Regions from separate parts of the Mus musculus genome. Here region 1 is linked to region 2. Evidence: chromatin contacts called from public Hi-C data. All regions are on one chromosome and are shown on one strand. Each heading gives the region's core, a stretch centred on a gene start, on an enhancer-like site or on the middle of the called end of the contact. The rest is flanking DNA. Distances are from core to core; before and after follow the strand shown.

The links. A called contact is a pair of places that touch in the nucleus more often than the background predicts.
Region 1: a contact with region 2 is called in a Hi-C map of pancreatic cancer cells, with 2.7 times the contacts expected there. The contact joins the enhancer-like site here to the promoter of Adgrg2 in region 2. A contact is called at or near these places in 3 of 39 promoter capture datasets (the 3T3-L1 cell line and liver), 4 of 484 Hi-C or Micro-C datasets (the AML12 cell line, embryonic fibroblasts, pancreatic cancer cells and 1 more), 3 of 115 datasets of contacts at active chromatin or transcription factors (embryonic stem cells and fibro-adipogenic progenitors) and 2 of 9 other capture datasets (adipose tissue and liver).

The regions. Positions count from the first base shown.
Region 1 is chrX:160,438,801-160,442,824 of GRCm38.p6, forward strand. All of the region lies in intron 3 of Adgrg2 (adhesion G protein-coupled receptor G2), which reads left to right. Among named protein-coding and RNA genes, the nearest start is that of Adgrg2, 50 kb to the left of the region's middle. Within about 2 kb of position 2,646, at least 5 of the 459 cell types and tissues checked have an H3K27ac peak or open chromatin away from gene starts, as enhancers often do. A contact at or near this core is called in pancreatic cancer cells, where this site is marked.
Region 2 is chrX:160,388,611-160,392,980 of GRCm38.p6, forward strand. It overlaps Adgrg2 (adhesion G protein-coupled receptor G2), which reads left to right and starts at 2,080. Exons shown (of 28, transcript NM_178712.4): 1 at 2,080-2,139.

The DNA.
Region 1 (4,024 bases), core at 1,396-3,895, 51 kb after region 2:
CTTTGTTGGTATTAAGTTCAATTATAGTTTTGGTGCAACTATCACCACCATCCATTTCCAGGATATTTTCATCATCCAAGTTACCATGTGTTTATCCCCACTATAATATCTATTATTTTAGTTTGTATGAATTTGCCTCTTCCAGGTACCTCACATAAGTGGAAACATATTTATCCCTTTGTGTTCGGTTGATTTCACTTAACAGCTTTTCTATGTTGTAGTTTTATATATATATATGTGTGTGTGTGTGTGTGTGTGTGTGTGTGTGTGTATGTATATATATATATATATATACACACACATATATATATACATATATATGTGTATATGTATGTGTGTGTATATATATATATATATATATATATATATATCAGGATTTCATTCCATTTTTAAAGACTATATATATTCTACATGTGCCACATTGTGTTTACTCATTCATCTGTCCTTAGATATTTTGCTTGTTTGTCTTTTAGTTACTGTGAGTAATGCTTCTGTGAGCCTAGGCAAGCAAGCAGATATCTGACTCCCTGCTCTCATTTTTTTGGGGTGTACACCTAGGGTTAGAACTGCAGGGTTCATTTGCATTCTTTGAGGACCTGCCAGCCTGCTTTTTGTAGTGGCTATACATTTCACATTCCTACAAGCAAAGCACAGGGATTCCAGTTTCTCCACATCCTTGACAACACTTACTGTTTTCTTTTGTTTGGGTGGTAAGAATGAAGTAACATCTTACTGTGGTTTTGATTTGTATTTCCTTAGTGATTAGTGAGCTGAGCATCTTTGGGGAGAGGCACTTATTAGCCATTTTATCTTTATTTGGAGAAATGTCTATTCATATCATTTTCCCTTTTTTAAAAAATGTATTTTTAAGTTGTTGACTTTTAGAGATTTTTTATATGCTATGGATATTAATCCTTTATGAGATGATTTGCAAATATCTTCTATTTTCACTCTCCATGGTGTTCTTTCATGAATTTAAGTTTTTAATCCTGATGAGGTCTGATGAACATATTTTACCTTTATTGTCTATAATTTAGTATCAAATCCAAGAAATTCCCTTTGCCAAATCCAATGTCAGGAAGATTCCCCAGTATGTTTTCTTCTAAGAATTGTATAGCCTTAACTCATATTTAAACCAACTTTGACTCCTGGAGCTATCCCATTTTTCTATCATCATTTGTTGAAAAGGCTATCTTTTTCCCCTTGAACAGTCTTAGCATCTTTATCCAAAATCACGTGATCAAATGTATGAGGATTTATTTTGGTGGGCATTTCCATTTAGAAATTGAAAAAGAATGTATTCAAATGAAGTACAGATTTTTTTTTTCAGAAAGGGGGTGTCTTTGGAAGCTTATGAAAAATGGTGACCATCACCCTGGCCAGTATTTAACAAATGTAGTTTCAAATTTGTCTGGGGGGGGGGGCGCAGAATCATGATTCAAACTCAGGCCTTATAATCACAAAGTTTATATGTGTACTCTATATACAACATTTCTTTCTATGCTGGCTCAAAGTTACTACATTGCCAAAACTGACTCCTGGTTTTCTGGCATCTGCCTTCCAAGTGCTGAGATTACAGTTGTGCACTCCCATGCCTGGCTTGCCCGCTGCCATCTTAAACCCTCCGCTGGCTTAAACCCTCTCCTTTGCTTGCTGCTTCTGCATCTGTACAGTAAAAATAAGCAGTGGTAGAGCCCTTAATGATGAGAGTCCCTGAATATAGGTTGGTTCAGATTACCCAGATACCTCAGAGCCACATCTCTCACTAAAGAGCTGAGGCAGAGGGATGAAAAGGTCAAGGCTAGCCAGAGTTACATAGGACCCTGCTGTCCCTAAACAGGAAAGTTGGGTTTTCCTCATCCCTCGGCAGGACAGTGCTGAATTATGCTCGTCATTGTCTCCTAAAGGTCCCCAGTTGGATTATGGACTCAAGCCCATAGTAGTCATCTGCTCCTTAATGTCCCATTTTTTTGCTCCCCTCCCTGTTTCACTCAAATGCTCCCTCCTTCAACTTATCCAGGTCACCTTCTAACGTCTGCTTGGAAACACATTCCCCTCCAACATTCAGCCAAATACTCCTTCCTCTATCAAGCTGAAAAGGAGATCTCACAAATCTCTTTCTCCGGTGTTCCCTTCTCTCTTTCTTTATTCCTCCTTCTGTTTGGTGCCACCTGGAATTGTGTTGACCGTGAACTTGCTGTACACTCTCTGTCTTTTGATGCATCTTCAGTACCAGGTGGGAAAGGAGAGTGAAGGGATAATGGGCAGACAAATGCAGGTAGGGAAAACGAATGCAGACTTGGAGCCTGCTCTAAGCCAAGCCTTCCTAGTACTTTGTAAACATTATCTCATTTATCTCTCTTCATGGCGGGTAGCTTTTTCACCCCAGTTTATGGATGGAAAAATTGAGCATAGAAGAAATTAAGTCATTTGATCAGAGTCCCGGGGCTATGAAGATTTGCCATCAAACTTTGGAGCTAATACCATGTACCCTCAACCAGGCTGCTCCAGGTAGTAAGTGTTTGAAGCTAAATTTAAATGTGTCACTGGGACCTGGAGAGGAAGAAAGGGAACACTGGGGTTACTAGAAAGGAGTGGCTCCTCAGCTCTAGGATGCAAACACAGTAGCTTCACCCTGGAAGCCTGAGAGATGACTCATTAGCTCTTGTCAGCAGGGAGAGGTGGGTCTGACACTCTTGTGGGGCCCCAGCCAGCCAAGAGAATCCTCAGAGTTTAACACATCTGGTTATCTAACTAGATGACACTTGCAAGAGCTATTTCAGTCTATTGGAAGCCCAAATCAGGGCTGGTGGGTCACTACACATCTCCATTCCCTGGTTCTCCAATCTTGGGCTAATAATGCCTTGGTTATTTTTTGGTTTTCTTGAAGGAGGTTCTCCTTTTAGGTACAACTGTTCTATTTTCCAGAGGGTGGATGACATAATAGTAGAAGATGGTTATAATTTCATGCCTGCCAAATTGTCTTGGAAACAATTACACATTTGAAACAGCTTGGTGATCTCATAAGCTATAATCCCAACTTTCTCTCTGGGCTGGGTCTAACGATCTCCCAGTGCTGCAGATATTTCCAGTGATAAGTTGCTTTACAATTCCCCTTCTCCAGTCCTTGCTGTCTTTCCTCTCACCCTCTTACACTTGATTCTCCAGTGTCCATTCTTCCTTGCAGGAAAGATGATAATGAAGCAGTAGGTGGGCTGAAACAATGGTCCCTGTCTTCTTTGGTATGGTCCTCTACTATCAAACCCAGTGCCAAGCTCCTTACTCTATTTCTACCTTCTGCTTGTAAAACTGAAATTATGAATTTCAGGTAGATGTTCAGCTAATCTCACAACTCCACCAAGTCCCTAGCCTCATACCCAAGCATGAAGTCACTTCTGTTGGGCTGTGATTCTCCCTAGAAGGTAAAATGATGGCAAGGAATTCTAGTGCTTCTCAATAGATTATAGGGAGCACTGATAGCAGAGGACACTCTATCCTGCTTTTCACCTAAACTCCCATAAGGACTCCTTGAAGGGCATATATGATAAGCCTCCAACAATAGAGTGGGGGCTGTCTAGACTCTGTTTGCTTGCCTGTGGATCCAATTCCCCTAACTGGGCTGTCTTGTCTGCCCTCCGTGTGATAGGATGTGCCTGGCCCTGCAGTGACTTGATGTACCAGGGTAGGTTGGTACCTGCAGGGTGCCTCCTGCTTCTCAGAGAAGAAGGGGAGGAGAGGATGGGGTAAGGGGCTATGTGTGTGGAGGGGACTGGGGGGAGAGGTGGGCTGCAATCTGGATGTAAAGTGAATAAATAAACTCATGGAAAACAAAACACAGGACAAGTATAGATATAAGGAGTGGTGGAACTGACTTTAGGCAATAGAGAAGCCCAGAGGTACTCACCCTAAATCTGTCTCAGCTCTTGTGTTGTGGACTGGGATTCTAAATGGCCCCTGTGTTCCTAGTGGGCAGCTATATTGAGAGCCACAAGCAGGGATAGGACAGCAAAGATTATGGCATGAA
Region 2 (4,370 bases), core at 830-3,329:
ACCCAGGTCAAGATCAATAAATCCCTGTAGACAGCCAATTCTTTTTCTTGTCTGCTGAAAACTCCCCTCTAGCTCACTAGTGACCACTATCTTGACTCCTGACAGCACATATCAGTGGTGAGCAGAACCAAAATATATGGCTGTTTGACTTCCTTCACTTCCGTTCTTTATGAGTTCCACCCATGCCTTGCACAGCAGTGGTCCATACATTCTCATTGGCAGCCTGGTATCCTAGTTTGTGGTGATACCACCACCAGCACCACCACCAGCAACACCAGCACTACCACCACCACCACCACCACCACCACCACCACCACCACCACCACATTTCATTGAATTTTCAGTGGTAGGGATTGAATCTAGGCCCTCACACATACTATGCAAGTGCTAATATTAATACCACTAGGTGACATCTTCAGACTTCTTTTTACTTTTTCTTTGGAGGGGGCTCTCACTAAGTTGCCCAGACTGTCCTTGAACTCACTATGTAGCCCATACTGGCCTTGCCTTGAATTCACTATCCCTTGCCCTAGTTTCCAGGATATCTGGGGTTATACTACCAGGCTGACCCTCAGTTTGTTCTATGGCCAATGGGCATTTGGGCATGTTCTAAGTAACACAAATACTGTGCTGTGATATCCTTACTCATCTCTCTTGGTAAACATACAACTCATTTCTGTTGAGGCTGAATCTAAGGGGGAATTGCTTGTCATACAATAGTGGTACTCACTTTAGTACATCCTGACAGAGCTCTAAAGCGCTAAAAGCAATTTACATCCAACTAGCTTTGTATAAGAATTCTTGTGGCTCTATATGCTATGGAGTCTGTTTTATAATAAGACAAACACAACCATTTTAACCCTTTGGAATGACATGCAGTCTGTTTCTTAAATATACTCCCCACTTCCAGCCACAACTTCTGGCTTGTTATGTAACCTGGATGTGCTTCCTCTTCTCCACCAACTCTCCCTTAATCCATCCAGGCAAAAGTCTGTCTGAAAACACTGCCCATTCATTTCTCCAGCTAGACTGTTGTGAGTGTTAATAACTTGGTGTTTGTAAAACAAATACAACCCATCCTGCCAGGCAGAATGTATACCCTGAGCTTTGTTCAATGGGGCTGATGTAGCAGACTCAGTCACCCTACTCTTCAGATTTGCCCTTTATAAATAGCAGATCCCCAGGATTGTGAATTCAAATCAAAATCCAATTTTGGTCATAAAGAAAAAAAATGCTCTATTTCCCTGCACGTTATAAGAAATCAGAATTGTGCTTTCATATTGTAAAGCACTTTGCAACTATAGGCATTTCTTGACTGGAAAGAACCAGGAAGGAAATTCGGACAGCTTATATTTTCTCCTGGTCTCTACCTGAGAGTCAATACTGTGGAAACCTTATTCCAGAATTCTGTCTGTTAAATGGGCCTTTGAAAAGTTGTTTAAGTGATCTGAGTTTTACAGACCTAGCTTATAGTCTATGAAAGTGGAGATGCTGACCATGGGAATAGGAAGCCAAAGCAAGGTCTTATAGTGCCACACCGCCCCCAGTGTTCCCCCACCCCCACCCCCAAGCAGGCAGAGGAACGATGAGGACCCCTAGTTTTTTACTACCTAGTGAATTATATAGTTTCTTTCAGAAACCACTCAGCATGGTTCTTTACCAGGTATTTTACTCTGGTCCTCTGGGGGGAGGTCTGGTTTCTGCTTTCAGAAATATTCTGGCAAAGGGCGAGGGTTTTCACCTATCAGGAGCATGCGATGCTCAAAGTAGCCTGGGCCAGGCCTTTGGGGGATCAAGGCGACCCCTAAAGGTGAGCCACTGGGTGGAGGCTGGGTGGGGAATCGCGCCCTGCTAGCCGCCCAGCATCCTAGGGGTTCCCCACTGTCTAGGCTGAAGCTCTCCACGAGGCTGCTTCCCGGTGTCAGCGCCCCGCCCGCTCCCCACCTCCACGCCCAGCCCCGCCACACTGAGCGCTCGCCCCGCCACGCCGGGCAGCTGCAGAGCAGGCGGGCAAGTGGTCCGGGAGCGGCGGGGGCGGCGCCCAGCCCGCGGGAGGGAGGAGGAGGGACGCGGCCCGACAGAAAGGGGAAAAGGAGGGCCCGAGGACGCCAGCAGCCAACCGGTCACCGGGACCCGCAGGTGAGTGTGGCGCCGAGAAAGGGTATCTGAAACCCTAGGGGTCTTAAGACCTAAGCCGCTGAGCCAAGGACAGGCGACGGGCCCGGCGGGCTCGATGGCTGGGAGGGTGACTGGTGTGGCTCCCTGGGTTGGCGGTTCTGAGCTGGAGCTCTTGGGCCGTCTGGAAAGGCAGAGGCAAAGCTTGGAGCCCGGCGGATCCCGGGCTCCGTAAGTGGGAAAGTGCGTGCGGTGGGAAAGTAACCAAGTTATCCGTGAAAGGCAACCTGTAAATGGCAAAGTTCTAAATGATCTCAGACCCTCCTCCCCGTTCTGGGCAAAGGAACCAAGAGCTTTACTCTGGAGGGCGGTTTGCTAATGCGCGACTCCCTAGGACTCGGTTTACCTCCTGTGGCCAGTAAAATTGAAAGGTGTAGATGTGCCTTTGACCCACATGGGTCGAATGGGCACAGCACCCACATGCAGGGCCCAGAACAGGTGGCCCCCAGCGCAAGGAGGCATCCCAGACTGGCATCCCAGAACCAAGGAATGATAATCCTCTGAAAGGGGCAATCGGTCTTGAGATGTACGGTCTCCACCTGAGCTTGGGTTTCAAAATTCCGGAGCCCTGTACAAAGTGAGTGGAAGAAAGAGCTGACTCGCCTCATATGAGACACAGGAAGCATGACACTGAAGTCTCCCATGGTTGCTTCTACAAGAACACTTCTAGTCTGGCCTGGCACAGATGTATGAATCCCTTGGGGAGCTTGTTAAAATGAGGCTCTGATTCAGTAGGTCTGGGGTGGGACCCAAGAGTCTGCATTTCTGTCCAAGCTTTCAGATGGTACTGCTGCCTCATGGACCACACTGCTCCGCTCTACAGAACTGCTTCTTGTCCAACCGGCTGAAAAGCTTAAGAAAAAATGGAAGGTCAGGAGACAAGACGAAACTCTGAAGACTTCCCAACCTCATCTCTAACCCAGACACACAACACTCACGCTGAAACAGATTAACCAGTTGCTACTTGTTTAATAGTGAAATATTTTTGCTTTTCTTATCAACTTTCCAAACACAAAAGGCTCTGATAACAAAGCCAGCTGCCTTCACCGGCTTGCTACCTGCATGCACTTGGTGTAATGCTGTGATAACTCTTCCTATTTTTTTAAAGAAAAGGATCTGGTTTTGTTTTGTTCTGGGCTCCACAAATTATCTAGTCGATCCTGTCTTGTATCAGAACTGTGTCTGATCTGCTTAGGCTTCGGCTTGGTGAGGATGGTGGATAAAGGATTAGGATAGCTTCTACAGTTTTTCTCATAATTCTGAAGTTCTTGGCTATCTTAAGCTTATGGAACCCTAGTCATGCATGGTATGACAGAATTTGTTGCTTTTGCTATTAATATTAATGATTAATGCTGCATTAAGAGCATCATTATTCTTGCTTTCGGCAAGATGGCCATTTTGACTATATTAACCGTGCCAATCCGTGAGCATGGGAATCTTTCTATCTTCTGAGATCTTCTTCAATTTCTTTCTTCAGGGACTTGAAGTTCTTGAGCATCATTATTTTAAAAGAAGCTTAATTATGACTGAGCATGGTGGTGCCCATCTATTACCCCAGCTCTGGGAAAGTTGAGGCCGGAGGATCAGGATTTTAAGGTCTTCTTTGGCTATGTAGTGTATATAAGGCCAGCTTTGGTTACATGAGACCCTATCTCAAAAGCGACAATAACAACAACAACAACAAAACATTTTAAAAGAGTTTGTTAATACATGATACATTTAAGTTTGGTGTCAAAAGAATCCGTAAGCCAACTGAAAAGGTGTGTACTATTTCCAAATTACTTGCAGGGTCTTTAGTGGCTTATAAGATTTTGCTTAGGTGAGATCTAGAATGACCTGGACTTTACTCTCTTTGGCTGCTCGTATGGGTCAAATGCAAAGCTGGAGGATAAAAAGCAGCCAAATTTTGTAGCTATTCAGGGATATTGTTTTCCATGCCTCAGCACCATGCCAGCCCTGATCAGATTCCCACATCCCTGCAAGGTGACTTTCATTAAATGGGAGATAAAGCATGTCTAGCTACTGTAACGCACTGATGAAATGCAGGGTCAGCATCAGTGTTGTGTGTGGGAATCATTCTTGCTCTAACCTTTGCAGATTACAGGTGTGTGCATTTTTCTACAGAAAAAAAATGTCAGAAATACAGAAAAGGGGAAAAATGCCACTCTAATCATGGATATGGGTCTGCTCAGCAA